3 separate regions of the Sus scrofa genome follow, and all the other regions are linked to region 1. Evidence: chromatin contacts called from public Hi-C data. All regions are on one chromosome and are shown on one strand. The core of a region is the stretch at or near the end of the contact, and the rest is flanking DNA. Distances in the headings are between cores, read along the strand shown. Region 1 overlaps SSC5D (soluble scavenger receptor cysteine-rich domain-containing protein SSC5D). Region 2 holds the start of HELZ2 (helicase with zinc finger domain 2). Region 3 overlaps BRSK1 (serine/threonine-protein kinase BRSK1).

Region 1 (3,642 bases), core at 752-3,251:
GGTCTGAAAAATCAAACATCAACACCCCTCCGGGTGTCCGAGCCCCGGTACTAGCTAAAGAAGGCGAGATTCTTGAAATAATAACTAGGAACAGTTAACATTTATACAAACGATATTTGTCAAGCCCTATTCTAAGCATTTTGTGGAGTTCCCTGGTGGCTCAGTGGGTTAAGGTGGCTTTGTGGCTCCGGTGTTGTCACCTCAGCAGCTTGGGTTGCTGCTGTGGCATGGGTTGGATCCCTGGCCCGGAAGCTTCTGCATGCCACAGGCACACCCCCGTAAAAAAAAAAAAAAGAAAAAAATTGGATGTACTACTCTTGAATATATTTGCATATGTTAATCCCCATAGCAGCCAGTGAGCCTCATAATGAGAATAGTCATGAGAATGCTTAGTATGTGCTGGGCATTATGGTACGTGCCCTGCACACACACTCTCCCTGAATTCTCATGATTATAATGGGACGTCTGTGTGTCATCCATGGTTTATAGAAACATGGGAAAAAACTGGGCTTCAAGGCAGTTAGGTAACCTGCCCACGGTGACCCAGCTAAGAAGTAGTGGAGCTGGCATCCTGGCTGGAAGCCTAGCCCTTTGCTCAGTGACCTCTGCAGACAGCAAGGCGATGGGGGGTTGCACCTCAGAGACCCTACAGAGAAGTGGGATTCTCTGGAGCTGTGCCGTTCTGTATGGTAGCTACCAACCCCAGTGGCTCTTTAAGCGAGTCAGTAATTTGAAAAAGAAAACATTCCGTTCCTTTGTTGAATGAGCTGCCTTTCAAGTGCTCAGAAGGCACAGGCGACCAGTGGCAACCATAGTGGACAGCAGAGAACATTTCCATCGCTGAGAAAGGGCCACTTCATGGCCTAGACTCTGGATATAAAGAACTTGGGTTCAGATCTCGTCCCCGCACCTTTCAAACTGTGTCTGTATGACCTTGGGCAAGTGACTTGCCCTCTTGACCTGGCTTCCCTCATCTGTAAAAAGAGGTTAAGATTCACATCGGAGTTCCTGTCGTGGCGCAGTGGTTAACGAATCCGACTAGGAACCATGGGGTTGCGGGTTTGGTCCCTGCCCTTGCTCAGTGGGTTAACGATCCGGCGTTGTCGTGAGCTGTGGTGTAGGTTGCAGGCACGGCTCGGATCCTGTGTTGCTGTGGCTCTGGCGTAGGCCGGTGGCTGCAGCTCCGATTCGACCCCTAGCCTGGGAACCTCCATATGCTGCGGGAGCGGCCCAAGAAATAGCAAAAAAAAAAAAAAAAAAAAAGATTCACATCTACCTGGAAGCAGGGCCCGGAAGAGGTTTCTCACTCAACTCAGGCTTAAAATTTAGGGACATTCCAAACCCGTAATAGTAACCAAGATAAAATCTTAATACTATAGGTTAAAAAGTAAAAATGAATGCAAAATCAATCCACGATGCATTAAATATGCAATTTAAACGGAAGGCAGGATCTGACCTGGATCCCCAGGATCTGACAGAGCTGGTTTTAGGAGGAGTTCGGTCAGGTGGGTCCGATCCTGTCTTGGATTAAAATTTTGACTTGTTCACTGTCAATCTTTTGCATTAATATTGATTGGTTTAAAATATAGCACAAAAAGATTAGGCTTGATTGCTGAGATTACCCTTCCAACCCTCCTGGATTCCGCCTGAGGCTTCTGCTTCTTCCAGCATCTCCCACGCCCTGCCCCCCATCTTTATCTCCCTTCGTCCCATTTCTGCCCTTCGACCCCGTCCTGCATCCCAGGTACCCCTCGACGTCCCCCACATTACCCATGCTCTCTAGTGCATCCTACTACACCCCATCCCCCCGCCCCCGTTTCCACCCCCTCCAGCATCTCAGGGTACCCCTCCACAGCCCCCTCTCCCCTGCCCGCCCATCTCTGCATCCGCCCCCAGAGGACGCCAGGTGGCGCCTGGAGACATCAGAGGATGCTGAGAGGTGGGGCACTAGGGCCGGGTGAAGTCTGCTGGCGACCCGTGATGTCCCGAGGCTCTGTCGCTTCCCATTGGCTGTCCCATACCTAGGGGGCGGGGCGGGTCCCGGGATGGGCGGGGCAGACTGACCTCGGCCATCCATCTTTCCTCCAGGTTCTGCGAGGAAACCATTGCCAGAGCGCCGGCTGCTGCGGCCTACAGCGGCCAGGACAGCGCCCCCCGTCCCTTCCCCAGCTCCCTCTACCTCGCCAGAGCCCCCAGGCCCTCTGCCGACCTCTGACTCCCCGCCGCAGCTCATCCCCACAGCAGCTTCAACCCCCGAGGTGACCTCTGACCCTCCCGACACTTTGCCCCCCAGCCCAGACCCGGCCTCCTCGATGAACTCTCACCGCGCCCTGACCACCCCTGGCCTCGACTTCTCCACTCACGCTGCCACCGTGGTTCCAGCACTGACCCCTGGGCTGTCACCCTCCATGCCCAAAGAACTGACCTCTGACCCCACTGCACCTGCGGTGGTGACTCGCCTTTCCTCTACCTCAGAGCGGACACAGCCAGAATCTGACACAGACCCAGGCTGGGACACAACTCCATACCCCAGCACAGTCCCAGAACTCTCTAGTTCCCCAGGCCCCCCCACAAGCCCTCACCCCACTGTTACAACCTCTCACCCCGCTACCACCCTTCACCCCACCACGACCTTTCACCCCACTGCCACTCCTCAGCAGACCTTTACCCCTTACCTTACTACGACCCCTCGTCCCACCACCACTGCCCAGCCCACCACGACCCCTCGTCCCACCACCACTGCCCAGCCCACCACGACCCCTCGTCCCACCACCACTGCCCAGCCCACCACGACCCCTCGTCCCACCACCACTGCCCAGCCCACCACGACCCCTCGTCCCACCACCACTGCCCAGCCCACCACGACCCCTCGGCCCACCACCACTGCCCAGCCCACCACGACCCCTCGTCCCACCACCACTGCCCAGCCCACCATGACCCCTTACCCAGTCACAACCTCTTACCCAGCCACGACCCCTCACCTCACCACCACGACTCCCAACCCCACCACAACTCCTTTGATCACTTCTCAGTCCCTGCTAACTTCCTTGGGAACAGAACCTCCCTCTTCCTCTCCAGCACCAGCAGTCGAGCCCACCTTTGCAGGGGCTCCCCACCCCTCTGGATCCCAGACGTGGAGCCCAGAGCCCTCTCCAGTCCCAAGCACACCATCCACTGAGAACCTCACACCACCCGGAAGCCAGAGCCCCAAACTAACCTCTCCATCTACTCAGGATCCATACTCAGTCCCCGACCCCCGTGTGACCCCTGACCTCCACCTGCCCCATATGGCCCACCCCTTGGATCAACCTCCTCCCGACCGCCTCACCCCGGGGCCAACTCCCGTTCAGAGCCCAGGCCCCTTTGGCCCATGCGAGGCCCCAGCTCCACCAGTAAGGGTCATGGCTTGTGAGCCGCCTGCCCTGGTCGAGCTGGTGGCCGCTGTGAGGGATGTGAGCGGCCAGCTGCAGAGGCTGACCCAGGCCCTGGAGCGTGACCAGCAGGAGCGCCAAGCCCTGGGCCTGGGGTTGACCCAGCTGGTGGAGGCCGCCCAGGGACTGGGGCAGCTGGGTGAGGTGGTAAAGAGACTGGCGGAGGTGGCCTGGCCCCCCAGCACCTCTGCACCCATCACTACCACCCTGG
Region 2 (3,642 bases), core at 831-3,330, 250 kb after region 1:
ACAAAATAATGCCATTTGCAGCAACATGGATGGAATTAGAGATTCTCATACTAAGTGAAGTAAGTCAGAGAGAAAGACAAATACCATATGACTTATATCCGGAATCTAAAGTATGGCACAAATGAACCTGTCTACAGACCAGAAACAGACTCAGACATAGAGAACAGACTTGTGGTTGCCAAGGGGAAGGGGGGGGGAAGGAGGATAGATGGGAAGTTTGGGCTTGGCAGAGGCAAACTATTACATTTGAAATGGATGAGCAATGAGGACCTGCTGTACAGCTCAGGGAACCATATCCAACCACTTGTGATAGAACATGAGGGAGATAAGTCCCCAGGCAGGAACTTACGCCCAGCAGCCTAGGGTCTGCCAGCAGCCTGGGGTCTGCCAGCAGCCTGGGGTCTGCCACGCAGAAAAGGCTCCATCTACAATCAATCCCCTTCCATGGCTGCGGGTCTTGGAGGTACCTAGCTGTGGCCAGGAGTGGACCTTCCCTTGGGAGGTGGCAGGAAGTCTTCCCCTGGAGGCCAGGAGTGTGGACTTGAACCTCTGGCATCAGGAGCAAGCCATGCCTGTGTTTTGAGGGAGGACCCAGGCTCTGGGCTCAGAAGCCCCAACGGGACTCTGGCCTCAAGTCTACGTGGTGGGTCAGGGTGTGCAGCAGGACCGAGGTGCAGCCCACCAGACAGGGCATGTGGGTGATGACCTTGGCTCTGGGAGAGCAGCTGCAGGAGGGACGGCCGGGTCAGCGGGGCTGCGGCCGCTCCAGATCACCAGACTCCGGTCAGAGAGGCCCCCTGCCCTGTGGGCAGTGCAGACAGTCCTCAGGACTCCGAGATGCCCTGCCCACCCCGCCCTTCCTCAGTCTTGATGGAGTTCCTCCCTTGGGCCATCCTTGAGAGGCACCCACAGGGGCGGGAGTGCTGCGGGGGCCGGGGGAGTGGGGTGGGAGGAGTGGGCACAGGATTTCGGATGAGTAGGCCTGGCCTCCAGAGGAGGAGCCATCCAGTCCACGGAGGTGCTGTCCTGGAGGTGCCATCCGACCTCAGGGCCTCAGGGAGGGTGAGGTCTGATCTAGAGCAAGCAGCTGGGGCAGGGTGGGGTGGGGCCGGCCCCCTGGGTGGAAGAGAGGTTGGGGATCCCCCAGGATCGTCCTCCGCCCAGGGGCTGGTCCTGGGGGCTCCAGACAGGGTTCCGAGCATAGGGTGGGGGTGCACGGGTGGAGGTGAGAACCCACAGTGAAGCGATGTTGTGGAGCTGAGATGGGGAAAGAGCAGCTGGGGAGAGCCTGGGTGTAGACCCTCAATGAGGGGAGACCCTGTGGTTGCATTCCCCACCCCAACCTCCGTTCTCGGTGGGATGCAGCCCCCATGAAGCTCTCCCCATGGGCCCCCGGGGAAGGGCAGACTCTAAGGGGGCCTCATGGCCATGCCCCTCCCACTGGCTAAGCCGGGACCCTCCTGGAACGCTGACGTCTGGGACCCTCCCACCCAGGGACTCAGCCTGCTTGTTCTGGGACCAGATTATGAGCTTCTCTCCGGCTGGGAGGGTCCCTGGGTGTGACCTTGGGAGGGTTCTTGACGGCCCTTAAATTCCGCTGGGGCTGGTGGAGGCTTTGAGTGCTGGGACCAACTGAGGGTCAGATCCACTTAGGAGCCCGAGCAGAGTCGCATCGGAGGAGCGGAGCCACATCCGCGCGTTGCCATATCCGTGTCCGCATCGGTGCCCGCGTGGTAGGAGCCAAGGGTCAGATCCGCTTTGGAGGTAAGCAGCCCTGGGCCCCAGGATCGGGGAGATGATACTGGTGAGGGTATCTGGGGCTTTTCCCATGGTTTTGGGCAGCCGAGGGAAAGCTTTGTCACCTGGGCAAGGAAGTCTGATTTTACCAGGGCCTCCCTCTGCAGTTGCTTTGTTTAGTTTTTATGCAACACAATTTCAAATGTACACTGAAATTGCAAAAATTGCCAAGAACCTCTCTCTATATATGCACTATGGAGACGTAGCATGAGCTTTAATTCCTGGGTGGTCTGAGAGTCAGCGGCAGATACCATGCCTTTTACCCCTCGCACTTCACGTGGGCATGGAAGAAGCACTTCACGTGGGCATGGAAGAACGCGTGCTTGGTCAGTAATTAACCCAAAGAGGTTCCGCACCGATGCAAGGCTGTTTCTGAGGCCTACCCCGTACTCCGATCAGTGTCTCCTTTCCTCTGTGTGTATACCTGTTATCCTGACCAAATCCCCTCCAGGAACGCGGGATGCGTTCTGGTCCGCTTTTGGTCATCCCTCCCCGCTGGGCCTAGAACCGTGTCTCCCTCAGCCTTCATCTTTCACCTGGACATTCTGAGAGTCTGTGGCGTTTCTTGCGATGAGTTAAAGTCTGCATTTGGGGGCTGGTGACCCCCGGGTGTGTCCTGCTGGGGTTCGGGCTGTCCTGTCTCTTGGAACTCCCGAGGGCTTCCTTTTCCTTTGTAAGCAGTAGGTCTCTTGGAGACGGTTTGAGACTACACATGTGACGTCCTGCTTCACTTACCCCTGTGATGGTTGCCTACGTCAGCCCTTCTGTTTATTCCGGAGCAGAGGTTTGAAACGACGGCTGTTTGTCATAGGGAGGGAGGTGGTTGAAGGGAGCCAGCTGGGAGGCTGCCTTAGGGTCCTTGGGGCTGTGATGCGGCATCTGGCTTCTGGCTTCTGGCTCCATTTGCTGATGGATGTAGGGGAAAGGGCTGAAGAGGCGGAGGACTGGAGTTTAGGGAAGAATTCCTGCTGGAGATGATGAAATTGGCCCTCAGCATCTAATGCCTGCTGGGCCAGAGGACAAAGGTGTCATCACTCCAGCCAGAGAAGGGCTGTGTGTGCATGTGTGGCCCTCCAGCCTCTGGCAAACGCTAATCCACTTTTTGTTTCTATCCAGTTTTCCCTTTTTTTTTTTTTTTTTTTTATAGTCACATGTTCCAGCAATATGGAAGTTCCCGGGCTAGGGGGCTAGGGGGCTAGGGGGCTAGGGGGCTAGGGGGCTAGGGGCTAGGGGGCTAGGGGGCTAGGGGGCTAGGGGGCTAGGGGGCTGGGCTAGGGGGCTAGGGGGCTAGGGGGCTAGGGGGCTAGGGGGCTAGGGGGCTGGGGGGGCTGGGGGGCTGGGGGGCTGGGGGGCTAGGGGGCTAGGGGGCTAGGGATGCCAGGCTTACACCACAGCCACTCCTCGCTAGGACTTTCATAGTATCTCATCTTACATTTAGGTCTTTAATCCCTTTTGAGTTTATTTTTGTGTATGGTGCTAGAGAATTTCCTTTTTTTTTTTTTTTTTGCCTTGCCTGAAGCATGAGGAAGTTCCCAGTCAGAGCTGTTGCAGTGACAATGCTTGATCCTTAATCCACTTTGCCACAAAGGAACTCCTAGACAATATTCTAGTGTCGTTCTTTTCCATGTCGCTGTCTGGTTTCCCCAGCACCACTGAATGAAGAGACTGTCTTTTTTCATTGTGTATTGTCGCCGTTGCCCTAGATTAACTGACCATAGGCGAGTGGGTTTCTTTGTATGCTTTCTATACTGTTCCATTGATATATATGTATTTTTCTTTTTGGTGTGTGTGTTAATCTTAAAAGGAAAGAAAAGCCTTTAACCTTCACCATTGAGTATGATGTTC
Region 3 (3,642 bases), core at 310-2,809, 180 kb before region 1:
TGCATATTCATGGATACCAGTCGGATTTGTTTTCACTGAGCCATAATGGGAACTCCAGCACCAGTACCTTTTTTTTTTTTTTTTTGGTCTTTTTAGGGCCGCAGGTGTGACATATGGAGGTTCCCAGGCTAGGGGTCCAATTGGAGCTGCAGCTGCTGGCTTAGGCCATAGCCACAGCAATGCTAGATCCGGGCCACATCTGCAATTTACACCACAGCTCACGGCAACGCCAGATCCTTAACCCAATGAGCAAGGCCAGGGATCGAACCTGCATCCTCATGGGTACCAGACAGATTCGTTCCCACTGAGCCATGACAGGAACTCCAGCACCCGGACCCTTAAGCACAGTGCCTTGGTGCCCCTGTCAGGCCAAAAGTCCCACGTGACCTGCTGACCTCTCCGTGGCTTGCAGCTGCATTGTCCCAGTCTCTGCCTCCAACTTCTCTTGACTTTTTCCTTTCCTTTCCTTTCTTCCTTTCTTTTTAGGGCCACACCGTGGCAAATGGAGGTTCCCAGGCCAGGGGTCGAATCTGAGCTGTAGCTGCCAGCCTACACCACAGCCACAGCAACGCTGGATTCTTAACCCACTGAGCGAGGCCAGGATCGAACCCCTGTCCTCTTGGATATGGGGTCTGTGCTTCCCCTCCTCTTCCAGGCCCTCCCTAAAGCCTGGAGGATGTCATCTCCAGGTCCTCAGCAGATTACATGTGCAGAGACCACCTCTGTAAACAGGGTCTCATTCTGAGGTTCCAGGTGGACATGAATGTTGGGAGGACACCATCAAACTTGCTACATATACTCCCAGATTCCGGTAGGCCCCCCGTGGCCCAGTCTGGGTCTGTGCTTGTGTCACCTCCAGCCCTGTGTCACTCCACAGCTATTACTATTTGCTCCCTTGCCAGCATCTCCCACTCTGGGGTGTGAGCTGTAGGGCCGGCAGGGGCGTTTTGTTTCCTCTAGATCCCTCACCCCTAAGCGGCACCCACCTGTGGTTGAATGAATGGATCACCCCTCCCTAACTGCGGAGAGGCTCCTTTATAGGACAGCCTCCCAGGTTGCAAGCCCAGCCTCTTAAGCGCTGTTGCCAGACTGCTCTTTGCCAAATGCTCACTCCGTGCTTCGGGGCCAGGCAGCCTTGGGTGAATTGCCGATGGCTCCCTGCCTCGGTTTCCCCATCGGTCAAGTGGACATAATAATAGCGCCCCACCTCCCCGGGGCTGGTGGTGAGGACTAAACGCGTCAGGGCCCTGAAGCGCAGAGACACTCGCCCGGGGTGTAGCAAGCCGCACGTGTAAGAGCGCCTGTTCTTTCTCTGCCAGGGGGCTCTGCCCTTCGACGATGACAACCTCCGCCAGCTGCTGGAGAAGGTGAAACGGGGCGTCTTCCACATGCCCCACTTCATTCCTCCAGACTGCCAGAGCCTCCTAAGAGGGATGATCGAAGTGGAGCCGGAGAAAAGGCTCAGCGTGAGTTGGGGGCACGCGGATGGAGGGACGGTGGGTGATGGGGACAGAATCCCTAGGGGAGTCATGAAGATGGGTTTCCAGAACCTGCCTATCAGTCCCTGGGGCTACGGCTGGGAGGGGGCTCTCTGGCCAAGCCCCACCCCTGGGTCGGGGTCCCGCCAAGCTGCCACTCCAAACTGGGGCGGAGGGAACCCCCCGCCTCACAGAGGGAAGGCGCAGGCGCACACCGGCCCTTCGGTGGGGGGGGGTCGGGGACAGGGTGCCACTGCGCATGCGGGAGATGTGGGGCGGCCGGTCCAGTCAGGCTGCGCCGCGCAGCCGCCACTAGGGGGAGACATGAGCCTCATCTTGCGCTTGGTGGGGGGGGCTCCCCAGGGACCCCCCCCAACACCACCCCATCAACTTCACTGAGCGCCTACTGTGTTCAAACGACCTCACTTCGGCTTCTCTACAACCCATGCCCTTCACAGCTGGAGCAAATTCAGAAACACCCTTGGTACCTGTGAGTATGGGGACAGTGGACATCTGGGCCCCTGGGGGAAGGGAAGGACCCCAAATATCAAGGGCCCCCAAAGGAAGGGGTGGGATGCTGAGGGTCCTAAATAAGGAGGGGGTAGGGACTTGGACTTCTGGGTACTAGGGGAGGAAGACAGAGGTAGAGGAGGCGCTGGGGCCCCCGACTCCTGGGTCTTTCTGGAGAGGGGCTGGGGGTCTAGACACCTGGGTCTGAGGGGAGAGGGGCTGGGGTCTGGACTCCTGGGTTCCCAAGAAAGGAGCAGGCCGGGACCCGGGGCCCCTGAGTCTACACTGCAGGAAATGCCCGGTTCCCAGTGATTCTTCTCCCCAGGGGTGGGAAACACGAGCCGGACCCTTGCCTGGAGCCAGCCCCAGGCCGACGGGTGGCTATGCGGAGCCTGCCATCAAACGGAGAGCTGGATCCTGACGTCCTGGAGAGCATGGCTTCACTGGGCTGCTTCAGGGACCGCGAGCGGCTGCATCGTGAGCTGCGAAGCGAGGAGTAAGACCCCCACCCTAACCCCCACCCCCACCCCCACACTCACCCTGGCCCCTCGGGGTGAGCTGCTGCAGCTCCCAGGGCAGCCGGCAGGGGGCGCGTCGGGGGTCCTTCCACGTGCAGATTTCTGCGACCTGGCGAGCTGTTGCCACAAGGGAGTGATAAGACCAGAGGAAAAAAGATGTGGTGCTGAAAAATATATTAACAAAAAAAGAAGAAGATGAGAAAAGACAAAACATAACAGATGCTAAGGCCAATGTAATGCCTCACATCATGCTAACTTATAGTAAGTGCTCAGATGTCAGTGTCATTATTACTATTATTGAGTAAAATGAGGCTGAGATGTATCCTGAAACAGAGACCATCCCTACTGATACGCAGGAGAATGGAACCACAGTGGACTGAGCCCCACAGAGCCACGGCCACAGGGAAGGGGTGAGACCAACTCTGGGGCCTGACCTCTGACCCATGTTCTCCTACCGCCCACTCCCCCCACATAGGGAGAACCAAGAAAAAATGATATATTATCTGCTTTTGGATCGGAAGGAGCGGTATCCCAGCTGTGAGGACCAGGACCTGCCTCCCCGGAATGACGTTGGTGAGAAGGGCAGGGCTAGGAATCCAGACCCCAGATCTCCAAGGGAGGGACGGGCTGCAGGCCTTGAGCTTCTGCGTTTAGACTCCCTGACTTGCTCTGGGACCCTTGTCAAAACCCCTCTCCACTCTGAGCCTCAACTTCCGCATCTGTGTGAGTGCCACGTACAGCTGGGCCAGTGTGGTCTTCTGACTGGGTTGAAACACTTGGCCCTCAGATCCACCCCGGAAGCGTGTGGATTCTCCCATGCTGAGCCGTCACGGGAAGCGGCGGCCAGAGCGGAAGTCCATGGAAGTCCTGAGCATCACGGATGCCGGGGGTGGCGGCTCCCCGGTGCCCACCAGACGGGCCCTGGAGATGGCCCAGCACAGCCAGAGGTGGGAGCCCCCGCCCCTCCAGTGGGATCCACAGTCTTGGGTAGAGAGTGCAGGGCTGTGACCCCATCCCGACCTCGAAGGTGCTGTGTGGTTGGGACAAGTCACCTCCCCTCTCTGGGCCTTATTTCCTCATTTCAAGGAGCATGGAAAGGAGAGGATAGCTGAGCCTTCTGGACCCCTCCTACTTAA

Evidence for each region. A called contact is a pair of places that touch in the nucleus more often than the background predicts.
Region 2: a contact with region 1 is called in a Hi-C map of subcutaneous adipose tissue, with 2.8 times the contacts expected there. The contact joins the promoter of HELZ2 here to the enhancer-like site in region 1. A contact is called at or near these places in 16 of 47 Hi-C or Micro-C datasets (alveolar macrophages, blood, embryonic fibroblasts and 10 more) and 1 of 2 datasets of contacts at active chromatin or transcription factors (alveolar macrophages).
Region 3: a Hi-C map of retroperitoneal adipose tissue shows a contact between it and region 1, with 1.7 times the contacts expected there. The contact joins two enhancer-like sites. A contact is called at or near these places in 5 of 47 Hi-C or Micro-C datasets (embryonic fibroblasts, fetal skeletal muscle, mesenteric adipose tissue and 2 more) and 2 of 2 datasets of contacts at active chromatin or transcription factors (alveolar macrophages and skeletal muscle).

The regions. Positions count from the first base shown.
Region 1 is chr6:59,661,575-59,665,216 of Sscrofa11.1, forward strand. All of the region lies in intron 13 of SSC5D (soluble scavenger receptor cysteine-rich domain-containing protein SSC5D), which reads left to right. Among named protein-coding and RNA genes, the nearest start is that of SSC5D, 22 kb to the left of the region's middle. Within about 2 kb of position 2,002, at least 44 of the 83 cell types and tissues checked have an H3K27ac peak or open chromatin away from gene starts, as enhancers often do. A contact at or near this core is called in alveolar macrophages, embryonic fibroblasts, fetal liver and 4 more, where this site is marked.
Region 2 is chr6:59,914,298-59,917,939 of Sscrofa11.1, forward strand. It overlaps HELZ2 (helicase with zinc finger domain 2), which reads left to right and starts at 2,081. Exons shown (of 21, transcript XM_003127476.4): 1 at 2,081-2,123. The coding sequence starts at 2,081.
Region 3 is chr6:59,481,387-59,485,028 of Sscrofa11.1, forward strand. BRSK1 (serine/threonine-protein kinase BRSK1) reads left to right here. Exons shown (of 19, transcript XM_021094996.1): 8 at 1,320-1,466; 9 at 1,937-1,968; 10 at 2,314-2,484; 11 at 2,982-3,079; 12 at 3,294-3,453. Among named protein-coding and RNA genes, the nearest start is that of BRSK1, 15 kb to the left of the region's middle. Within about 2 kb of position 1,560, at least 21 of the 83 cell types and tissues checked have an H3K27ac peak or open chromatin away from gene starts, as enhancers often do. A contact at or near this core is called in retroperitoneal adipose tissue, where this site is marked.